4 separate regions of the Zea mays genome follow, and all the other regions are linked to region 1. The links are chromatin contacts, called in public Hi-C maps. All regions are on one chromosome and are shown on one strand. The core of a region is the stretch at or near the end of the contact, and the rest is flanking DNA. Distances in the headings are between cores, read along the strand shown.

The links. A called contact is a pair of places that touch in the nucleus more often than the background predicts.
Region 2: a Hi-C map of endosperm shows a contact between it and region 1, with 2.1 times the contacts expected there. The contact joins the promoter of LOC103643714 here to the promoter of LOC100278869 in region 1. A contact is called at or near these places in 2 of 25 Hi-C or Micro-C datasets (endosperm and leaf mesophyll).
Region 3: a contact with region 1 is called in a Hi-C map of bundle sheath, with 2.3 times the contacts expected there. The contact joins the promoter of LOC100125647 here to the promoter of LOC100278869 in region 1. A contact is called at or near these places in 2 of 25 Hi-C or Micro-C datasets (bundle sheath and ear).
Region 4: a contact with region 1 is called in a Hi-C map of bundle sheath, with 2.4 times the contacts expected there. The contact joins the promoter of LOC100274496 here to the promoter of LOC100278869 in region 1. A contact is called at or near these places in 3 of 25 Hi-C or Micro-C datasets (bundle sheath, endosperm and leaf).

The regions. Positions count from the first base shown.
Region 1 is chr1:259,399,409-259,402,146 of Zm-B73-REFERENCE-NAM-5.0, reverse strand. It overlaps LOC100278869, which reads right to left and starts at 1,319. Exons shown (of 7, transcript NM_001152005.2): 1 at 911-1,319; 2 at 141-254. The coding sequence starts at 1,213.
Region 2 is chr1:259,840,532-259,843,269 of Zm-B73-REFERENCE-NAM-5.0, reverse strand. LOC103643714 (F-box/LRR-repeat protein 17) reads left to right here and starts at 1,385. Exons shown (of 11, transcript XM_008666886.4): 1 at 1,385-2,259. The coding sequence starts at 1,742.
Region 3 is chr1:259,007,930-259,010,667 of Zm-B73-REFERENCE-NAM-5.0, reverse strand. LOC100125647 (major facilitator superfamily protein) reads right to left here and starts at 1,404. Exons shown (of 6, transcript NM_001112578.2): 1 at 1,175-1,404; 2 at 341-612. The coding sequence starts at 597.
Region 4 is chr1:259,129,112-259,131,849 of Zm-B73-REFERENCE-NAM-5.0, reverse strand. LOC100274496 (Protein kinase superfamily protein) reads right to left here and starts at 1,405. Exons shown (of 7, transcript NM_001148854.1): 1 at 939-1,405; 2 at 306-816. The coding sequence starts at 594. It overlaps LOC111590566 (a long non-coding RNA gene), which reads left to right and starts at 942. Exons shown (of 2, transcript XR_002749691.2): 1 at 942-1,605; 2 at 2,489-2,738.

The DNA of each region.
Region 1 (2,738 bases), core at 70-2,569:
CACTCAACAGCGGCAAGTGAGCCAAACAAGTACCGCGTAAGAAACTGCAGGTTACTGCCAGACAAAAAAATTGCAGAGAAGCTGTACGTGCGACAAGTAGTATCCCCGAGGCACGTGAAGGTGGCGAGGCAAGAACTGACCTTTGCGTCATCGATCTCCGGCGAGACCGGCGGGCTGTCGGAGAGAGAGCCGCCGCCGTTGAGTGGGCCGCTGCTGTGCGAGAGCCGGCCGGAGGTGAGCGGCGCCACTTCCTGCTGCAGGGTTGGAACGCACAGCAAGAGTGCGTGGTTCAGACATCAGGAACCGGGATTCAGAGAGAGGTGCAGTAAGGTTAGCAGGAACACACAAAAAAAACACAACTGAAATCAAGTTTCTCGGAGGGAAAAGGCATGCTTGTCGCGCGAGGAATTGATGGTGCTTAATGGAAGAGCCGAGCCTTGACCATTAATGGCGGCTAAGCTGCGTAGTTCACTTAAGTAGAAAGAAAGGTGGGGATTATATCTGGGTGTTCCGGACATGGCAGGAGAACAAATCTCTCGTTTGGCAGCTTCTCCTTGTCCCAACCCGAGGTCAGAGTGAAACCAGTAGGAGAGCTGGCTGATTTGGCAAAAAACTGTACAGGCAGATGATGAAATCGAGCGGTTTCTACACAAACGATGGAGCCAACCAAGTAAAATGCAGCCAGGCAACAAAAAGATCCCGAATCGGCAAATAAAAAACGACCAAAGCACACTGTTTTTTATTTAATGGCGCACTGGTGTTGGTGTTGCCAACAGATTCGGCTTCTCTTTCTTTTTTTTTAAAAAAAAAGAAGAAACTAGTAAGTGCGATTTTGAGGAGGACGAAAGAAAAAAAAAGCGAGATGGATCGGAGTAGAGGGAGAAGGAACAGGTCGGGTCGAGGCTCTCACGGACTGCGCGAGGATCCGCTCCATGATGAGCTGCGACGTGGCCGCGGAGGCGAAGGAGAAGGAGCTCCCGGAGGCGGCGGCGGCGGCGGCGACCCCGTCGTCAAACTCGCACGAGGGGTCCTCCGCGATGGGGCTGGCCGCGAGCGCGTGCGCGGCCGGCGGCGGCGTCGGCGGCGGTGGCGCGAACGCGCGCCCCGAGGCGCTCCAGGAGCGGGAGAGGAACTCGAGCGGGTCGAGCGGCGGCTCCGGCGGCCGCAGCTCGCCGGCGGCGACGGTGGACGTGCGGGCCCGGGGATCGCCCATGCGCGCGGGGGTCGGGGAGTTACGGAGTGTGATGCGAGTGAGTGAGCGGGCGCGTTACCAGTGATCGATGGCCCAAATGCCAGTTCAGAGAGAGAGAGAGAGAGAGTGGGGCGGGTGGTTAAGCCCTCCGCTGCCTTTATAGCCTTGGTTCGTCTCGTCGTCCGTCCAGGCCTCACTTGCTCTACGGGCCCTTTTTTCACTTCTTTTATGTAACTTTTCTACGAGTCGTGCAACGAAGCATGTGTTACGGTTAGCAATGGGGAAAAGGACGTGTACTACTCCTGTGTCATCTATTATGCTGGTCAACACAGTACGAGTACGTTGATTTTATTTTAATTTTCATCACTGCTCTAAGGACTTATTTGGAGAGAAGGAATACAATACAAAACTGATAAAAAGGGGGGAAATAGAAAACGAGTGTAGGTAAAAAAAAGTGACGATTGAAACATAGGATGCTACTTGTTCACTCATGAATCTTGTAGAAATTGGTGTTTGGAACATAGGAATATAACCATATGGTGATTCCTTCATTCGAGTGAATAAGCACTTGTTCATCCCTTCATTTAAACGTGTGGCAACTTTCCAAGAGCATAAAGTAGATGTTTTAGGGCCTGTTTGGTTCGTGGCTAACTATGCCACACTTTGCCTAAGGTTAGTCGTTCGAATTGAAGAACTAACCTTAGGCAGAAAAGTTAGGCAAAGTGTGGCAACTGAGGCTACGATCCAAACATACCCTTACTCCTCCATTTTATACACGAAAGGAAAACTATGTTCTTCCGTTCTAATAAACACAAGTGATGTAAACCAAACATAGGAATTGGATTTCTTTCAAACTGCTACGGAAAACCTACAATGCAAACAATCCCGACAGCTAGTACTACAAAAAATACTCCAATCCAGCTATAATGTAAAATTCTAAATTATGGCGATTATCTTATAATCGAATCTTCAGTGATACTACTTGAGACGGTTTCCAACGCTGTCCTGGAATCGTGTTCTACCCCACGTCCGATGTGGTTTGGGGTTGAAACTCTACAACTGCTCCCCACCGACTTCATATATAGTGGGGAGTATTGTTCATCTCTATATATTAATTATGTCATTTACTTATTTATTTGCTATGTTGACCATGTTTAGTCTTTATAACCCGATAATAATGTGTATTAGGATACTACATGTTATATGCTTTTTAAAATTTTAAAACTGATCACAGAATATTAAACAAATGAGTTATATTGTATAAGGGAAACGATTAGACATGCATAGTATGTAGGTGTATCTTTTTTTAAAAAAAGTTGGAGTTGGTCTTAGATTGGATGTAAATCTCTACTACTTATTAAGGCTGCAAGAGTAGTCGGTCATTCCGTGTTCTGCCACCATTCCTGTTTTGTTCTGTCATTCTCATTCCCCCCTCCCTGCAAAGCCTATTCCTATTCTCATTCCTCCGTACAACTCACGTCTAGCTAAAATTAAAAAAACACACATGTCCTCAAGGGGATTTGAACCCGTGACCTCTCAAGCAAAG
Region 2 (2,738 bases), core at 136-2,635, 440 kb before region 1:
TCCTTGTACGTGTACGGGTAGAAGGACAACAGTTGCTGCAAAGCGTGACGAGCGTCGTGGCGGCCGGGCCCAGCACAGCAACCGCGCCCATGGGCCATGTCCATGATATGATAGGTTAGTATACCTAGTCCTCTCTTGTTTTTTTTTTCTCTCTCTCGCAGCGAAGGGGGATATGATTGAGCTTAACCGCTCTCAACACCGAGTTCTTGATTAGGTTGAAAAGATGCACTAGTGAGACTGACCGTGTTAAATAAATCCATGTCCTGCCGTATTGACGTATGACACTGGAACACTTTTCTTCCGTATTCCATTGGGCTTTGGCCCATGAAGATACCCCCTCCCACGCACACTTTGAGCCTGTTAAAGCCAACATGACTGCTGTCTCCTCTCCATTCAACCGACGTACTACGGAATTTCGGTTGGCGTTCATAGCATCATACGTACGGAAAATACGGGTAAATGAATTGGTGATACGTACGGTTGCCGGCCGCTGATGGGTAGTGCTTATTTGTTTATATAAAAAAATGGTATCGTTCTATTTTTGATCATATTTTTAATCTCTATCTAGGACACTTGCAACGCTTTTATGCCTTGTTCGTCGGTCCAAGAGAATTAAATCTCTTCCTACCTATTTAACTTTGAATAGGATTTTTTGTCCCCTTTTAATCTTCTTCAATTCACTGTTTTAGAGCGGATTGGAGTAAATTAGGGCTGATTTGGTGCTAAGGGATTCCAAGGGGATTCTTTCCCCATAGATCCCCTTGGGATCCCTGATTTGGTGACCGGGGATTCCGAGAGGAAGAAATCCTCTTGCTATTCAAAATTGAATTGCAAGGGGATTCCTCCCATGGATTCCCTAGGGATCCCTAATCACCAAATCAGCCCTAAGAGGCTAAAATCCGCTGCAATTCCCTTCCCAAACTAGGTCCCTCATAGAGAGAAGCGCACTAGCATTTCCTGTATTTTAGCTTGCCGTACATACTCGAGCTGTTTGAGTAAAAGATGGACGTAGAAGGATGCTTCTTCACGGCGCTGAGACAAGGCGTGACTCTAGCTCATCTTTTTTTTTTTCTTCCTTCTCTGCTTAACGAGCCGATCGGATCTTTTGTAACGAGGCAAAAGCAAAGCTGATCCTGGCCAGCTCAGTGTCTGGTTACTAAAAGGAAGTCATGAATGGGATAAATCAAAATGACCGCGTCTTGGAATGGACAATTGGACATTGCGGTCACAGAAGCACATTGCCGGCAGACATTGCGTCATTTCACACATGAGTTTGGTGCAAAAGCACGGCAAGAACGAAGCCGGATTCGGAAGGAATTCGCATGTATTCCGGGCGGATCACGTCCCGACCCAACTCACGTCTCGTCGCCCTCCTTCCATTTTTTTTTTCCTTTTCACTCGTGGCGGTTGTACCCCCGTGCATGTTTGTGTGACTGTGGTGTGATCTGTGGCTGACTGGCTGTGGTGTCAAGTGTGATACAGAGAGAGAGAGAGAGGCAGGCAGCTGCGTCTGCGTCGTGGCCGGCGCGGCGCTGCGCTGCGCGGAAACCAAATCCTCAGCTCCGGTGTTCTCTCCAATCTCCATCCATCCATCCTCCTCGCGGCTCGCGCCCCGAAAAATGGCGCCAACCCCTCCCCAGTCTCCCGCGCGGCGCTGCCCCAGCTATTTCCCCCTCCCCTGAATTGACCCCAGCCGCGCCTCCCAAACCCTAACCTAACCCCCGCCCCCTGGGCCCCGGCCATGGCGTCACTGCCCAAGCCGCCGCCGCCGCCACGCCCCAAGACGCGGGGCAACTACAACTGCGGCCGCTGCGGCCAGCCCAAGAAGGGCCACGTCTGCGTCGGCCCCGGCCCCGGCCCCGGCGGCGCTGCGTCGCCCTCCTCCTCGTCCGGGGCCGGAGGGGAGCACGGGCTGCGCCGCGCCCTCTCCTTCGACGAGGCCGGCACGCCGTCCTCGCCGGAGAAGAAGCCCAAGGTGGAGGACGTCGACGAGGCGGAGCTGGACGAGGAGGCCACGGTGGACGTGGGCGCCCGCGCGGTGTCCAGGGAGGTCATGGCGGAGGTTCTGCACCGCCTCGGTCCCCGCGGGGTCATGGCCGCCGCCGGGGTCAGCCGAGGCTGGCGGGACTGCGCGGGCCGGGTCTGGCGCGCGGCCGAGGAGCTCCGCCTTCGCGTCCTCGCCTCCTCTGGCGCCGGCCTCCTCGCCGCGCTGCTCCCCCGCTGCCCCGCGCTCTCCCGCCTCCACCTCCGGATGGAAAGGTGAGGTACTCCGGCCCGGATCTCATCCGGAACAGTATGGTTCTTCACGCGATCCGGGTGCCGATCTCAGCTCCGCGCTGCTCATTTGATGCGATGCCCAGGGGATTGGTCCGCGCGTAATTCCTGCTTATGGTTATTCAATTTTGTTTAAGGAAAGGGATACTATAAGTCACTAGAATATTATATGGGCAAAAATGTCATATTTCTGGGTGACTGCTAAAGTAGCATAAGGTGGATGACCGATATGAAAATTGGTACTGCTGCTACCTTGGTCTCCAATGGGCAGACATGACATGTACTGAATATTTATGTCCTGTATATACTAGTATCTAATAAGGGTGTAGGGATTTTGGTTAATGGTCAGGGCTCAATAAGCACGCACTACAAATTAATAATGCCTACTTATATATAAGACCATGGAACCATTGGGGGAACCGCTTGCTTGTCATATTTTGGATTTTTGGACTTGCTTCCCTTTT
Region 3 (2,738 bases), core at 155-2,654, 390 kb after region 1:
CCTTCATTTTTTTTGTCAAATTTGCCATTAGGTTTAAATGTGCTGGTAACTTGTTACTGAATTACATTATTCAGCATTGATGTTGTAATTTGGTAAGCAGTTGCGGTTATAATCACATCATATCAAGCACACATTTCTTTATGCTTCAAAATCCTACAAAGAAGAATATCCTATCAGCACATATGTCATAGTTGGATAGCAGGATATCAGAATTCAGAAACATGTAGATTGAGCCTTAAGAATTGATGTGTTTAATTTGAGGTTATGATAAACTCAAGGTCAGGAAGGTTTGCAGTTGGCAGCCAAACCATGAGAGCGTTTGTACCAGGAAATCTTTTACCTCCGTCCATATTTGTCGGAAACAAAGCCCCAAGCACAGGCACCTAGCAGCATGCCAGCAAAGACAACACTCGAAAGGAGGCTCTCGTTCTCTGGGGAGACGTTCCACTCCTCTCGTATGAATGGCCCGAGAAACGACAAGAGCATGAGCTCCATAGCTTCTGCAACCCAGCCCATTCCAGCGTAGAAAAGAACAAGCGCTTGGAATTTTCCAAACCCCATAATGGTAAGCGCGTCGTCTGTGGTATATGTCTCCATGTTGGGAGCCAGCACCTGCAGATCCAGAGAAGTCATTCTGTCAGAACGAAGCATCCTGTCGTGAACTTGTGGAGTAGACAACATCTGATAGGTTTTTGGAGCCCAAATGACTCATACGGTGTCACCAAATTGAATTTAGAGATTGCTGATCAGTATACATCAAATCTCTCTTTCAGAATGAAGCATTTGAGCTCACCGACAGACAATACTAACAGTTTACGGGCCACGGAAAGGGATATAAGTTTAAGTTTCAAGTAAGGATTTCCATGGCCAACTAATAAAAACACAGAGATCGGTTGATCGACGAAGTTTTTTTTCCCTCCCAGAAAATTTCTGCTCCTTGACGCAACGAAGACCCACAAAATGTAAAAGCGGGGTAGATAGAATAAACATGAGGTCCATATTAATGAGAGCAGTAAAAACAATCCCCCTGAGGACAAGACAGGCGGTATCCTGGGCGCCCACGAACTTTTAACCAACAGCCACAATGGAAGAGCTGAGACTTAGAAACGGACGGGACGGTCGACGATCACTGGACGGCGGGGGGCGGAGTAGAAGAGCGGGTGAAGGAGCGAACCGTTGCTCGGCCGCCGCCGGACGTCGGGGAGGGAGCCGGCTAATTTTCCGTGGCACTGGCACCGCCGGTGTCGTGTTGCCCGGGTTTCCTTCCTTGCTTGTAGGGAACTAGGGATGCGAGGCTCGACGGGACAGGGGGTTTTTGTCGGGGAGGGGGAGCAAGCAAATGCTCAATTGCAGGTGAAGAGGACGACGGGGTAAGAGAGAGGACGGGTAATGGCAAGCCGCCGCGCCGCGCCGCGCGCGCACTCAACGAATGGAGGAGACCAAATGCCCGTGTGGTCGCAAGAGTTGCGTGGCCGTCGTTCGCCAGGTGGCGGCTGGGGTCCACGCCGCGCTCCTCGCGTCACGTCTGCACGCGACAATTTCCCATCTGCACGACTGCACGCGGCTTTTATAACTATTTTTATAATATTCTTATATAAAAATATTCCTTTTGTCTACACTTAACACTTGATATACATCGTATTACATAGATCCTCCCTGACCGACATCCTCACAAAATTAATAAAAGCACGCGTGCAATTTTTTTTTGGAAATAAAACTCATGCACGTGTTGTATTATGTGAGCATGTTGGTATACTTGGCTACTCGCGCACTACAAATGGAAAACAACAAAAATGATAAGTTATTTTTCCAGTAAAAAAATTGTTTTGGTAAGCTAGGTATGTAGAAAAGCTAAAACAATAGGTTCCTTTTTTTATACTCTTCTATATTTTACATATTTGGAATAACTTCAGATGACTGTTTATATTATTCACAATTTACAGAAATTGTGATTTTAGTAAAAAAAATACTCTCAGTCTCTCTTTAGAGTCGGTCCGTTTATCTAGGAATGGACTACGATTCGTTTCGGCTCATCAAAACTTATATAAATTAGAGAAATAATTTAGCTAGGAATCGTTCCAGGCCTCTAATCCGTGAAACCAAATATGGCCTTAATTGGAATCTTCAAATACAGACAACATTTATTTTGAATTTCAAGTTCTCGCTAGCCAAGAATAGAGAAGGATAATGACTCCCTAAGGTTGTTGGATGGTATAAAGATATAGAAAACGATTTTTACTCGAATGACTCTAAATTATAATTTATAGAGCAAATTTTAGAAAGATTCTTGGAAGTTCTCTAACATCTGAGTTGGACCTTTGTGCTTGAGGGTTCCTTTGAAACGTAGGAATGATACATGAATTTCACGGGAATTATTTCAAAAACACATGAAAAACGCAGGATTTAGAAATTTATCCTTTGATCCAAAGGAGATCTGAACTTGCCCACCAAGATAACTCTTTAACTCGGTACTAATACTATCAGTGTTTGGGGATGGCTATCCTCCAAGATGCCTTCGGAGAACTGCAACAAAAGAAATTATTGTGCGGCGACAATTGCTGACCCCACAGCCTTATAGCCTAAGGACTTGCCTCACCTCTGGCTATTGGCTAAGGTCAGGGCACACCACGCTCAAGCCACCACCATCTAACCTTAAGGACACTCTAGCCTTCAGGGCACTTTCATGCTTAGTTCTCTCGGCCGCATGAGGCCTTGATGGGCCTCCAGATAATCCTAGT
Region 4 (2,738 bases), core at 156-2,655, 270 kb after region 1:
AGCACAAATGATCAAGACAAACCCTGGATTAGACAGAGAAGTGATGCCAGGTATTACTTTCCACAAAAAATCGAATAATAAGGCCTTCCATTCCATAGGTTGGATTGGAATAAACTTCAATAAGTAAGCTACTGGAACTAGTCAGTAGTCACACAGAAGCATTGTTTCAATCATGGGGTATATTGTTTCAGTCATGGGGTATGTTATTTCACCTTGAATCCATAAGACAGCATAAGACTTTTACCAAAGTGAGCCTGTCTGCAACATTATCATACACTTTGAAAGAAGCAGAGCTAGATCAATACCTGCGACGTCCTGTCCATCGTAGGTGCCCCGGTAGACCGTGCCATACGTCCCCTGAGCGATGACATAGCGGATCTCCAGCTTTGCAAGGTCGATCTCCCACTCCTCCTTTGGCCCCTGGGATTTGAGATTGGCTTTGCCCCAGGTCTTGGTGAGCTGGTTCTCCAGCTGGATGTCGAGGCTCGTAAGATCAATCTTGTCTGCACGCACATACGTATCGTTGCTTCCCAAGCTGCCGGACCTCTTCAGCTTCTCCTTCCCCTCGGCCATCTCGCTGGTGCTCGACGCCATCGCCGCAGCGGCCAAAAGTAGCTTTCCGGGAACGATTCCGGGAGGCACAAAACCAAGAGCACACGAACACCTTCACTGGAGATGGGGAACCGGTGTGCTACAGAACATGCTGGAGCACAAGAGACGAAACAGGAACCGGCTTCTCGCCCCCAAGAAGCCACCAATCCAAGAATCGGTAAAGCCTTTTGACCGGAGATAGCTAAAATCTTGGCCGAGACTTGACTGGAGATATGCACCACCAAACAAAATTCCACGAATTAGGCCGTGACCTGGCAGGAGAGGAGATAGACACCGGTGGATCCAATCCAACAAGTAAAGAGAGGATGCAGCTGTACTATACCGACCTAAAGCGACGGTGGCAGGCAGCACGGAGGTGAAGAGCCCCCGGGACCGACCGGCCAGGTTGACCAGCGGTCGACGAAACCGGCAGGAAAGATCGCGAGCTGGAGGCGCCGAACGCCCCGAATCCAATCAAGCAGAGGCCAGGTTGTCCTGAGCCCCCGCCCCGCAAGAACACAAGACCCGGCGGAGCCTCCGGTCGCGGATGGCGCAAATCGGCACCGAATCGGCGCAAGATTACCTCCGGGATGGTAAGGAGAAGTGGATGCGCCGTTGACTTGGCCGGTTTGGCCGGGAGCGGCGGTGCAATTGGCGCTCGGGGCGGGGTGGGGGCGGTTCCGGTGTTGACGAAGCGTAGGCGCGTAGCGAGAGCCGGTTGGGCAAGATGTTTATTGCTAGGGCCACTACCCACCACCGGCAGGAGCTGCGCCCGCTTCGCCTAGGCCTGTCCGGTCGCCTTGGCGCCTTGCCGTCTTGGCGGCTCCTTTGTTCTACGCCGCGTCTCTTGCGGCCGCAAAGGATATGCTGCTTCCCCACGGTCCAAGCTGGACTGCAGACGAGAGATTTTTTCTTTCGCATACGGCATGCGCTCGAGATTATTGCCAGTCATGCCCAAGATGATTGCCAGTCATCTTCATACATGTGGGTCCTCGATTTTCATCTGTCAAAAAGGTTGGCTGCTTTACTTGCCTACTAGTTGGTTTCCTGCTTAAGAAGCCACAGCTTTTCGTTTGAGTTGAAGAACCCCAGTTGTTTGGTTTATTGTCTAACTTGTCACGATTCGCCACATCTAAGATTAGATAAGTTTGACTAAATTATGCATATGTTTAGTTTAATTTAAAGCCACAGTTATGGTAAGATTTTTCTCCTGCTGCGTAGGTCTCACTCGTCAATGACCGATAAAATTGTGACAAGATTCGCTTAGAGCAACTCCATTAGTTCTCTAAAAGACTTCTTAAATCAATAATTTAGGTAGTTAACATGAAAATTATTCTCCAACAGTTCTCTAAATGAACTTTCTAAATTTAACAACTTGTCATCTAACCTCATTTTCTCTCTACATTTGTCAACCATTTAACAACTCCCTAAACAAAAATGTTGACTGCATTATATAGTTTTTGTGACTTATTTTTTATGTGGATAGATACAAAACAAAATTACAACCTATATTTAGAGAACTATTGGAGAACTCACATTTTTTTACTTCAAAAGCCATTTAGCACTTCTTAAATCTGTGATTTAGAGAGCTAAAATTTACATAACTATTGGAGTTGCTCTTAGGCGTGGCAAACTGTGGCGTAGAATTTGAGCGACTAACCTTATGCACATTAGGCAAATGTGACATAACATTGTTTGGCAATTTTTTGGCACCATAGTTATAGAATCAAACAACCCCTAAATTTAGACGGGAAAGTTAGGAAAGTTGTGGCGGAAACCAAACATACAGCTGACAAGTATACTACGAAACAAAATACAAAGATAAATTTATTGGCACCTTTTTTGTGTAAACCTGGTAATTATAATCAAAGTTTGATTTGATCTGTATCCTTTTCAGGACCGCAGGTGCACTCGCATTTCTTATCCTCGCATCGCAGGAACGAAAGCACCAGCCATGGAACCAACCATAAAGCAGGCACACGTACGTCTGGTGTTGCGTACGTCAGGACACGCAGCCCAGCCCTAGACCATGCATGTGTGTGACAGGGACCGAGCTTTTGCTCCCACTACCGGATCATGTGGCGGTGCCGCCTTAAAGCCAAGATCATCCGATCCAGCACCGAAAAAAAAAGATCCCGAATGGCCGG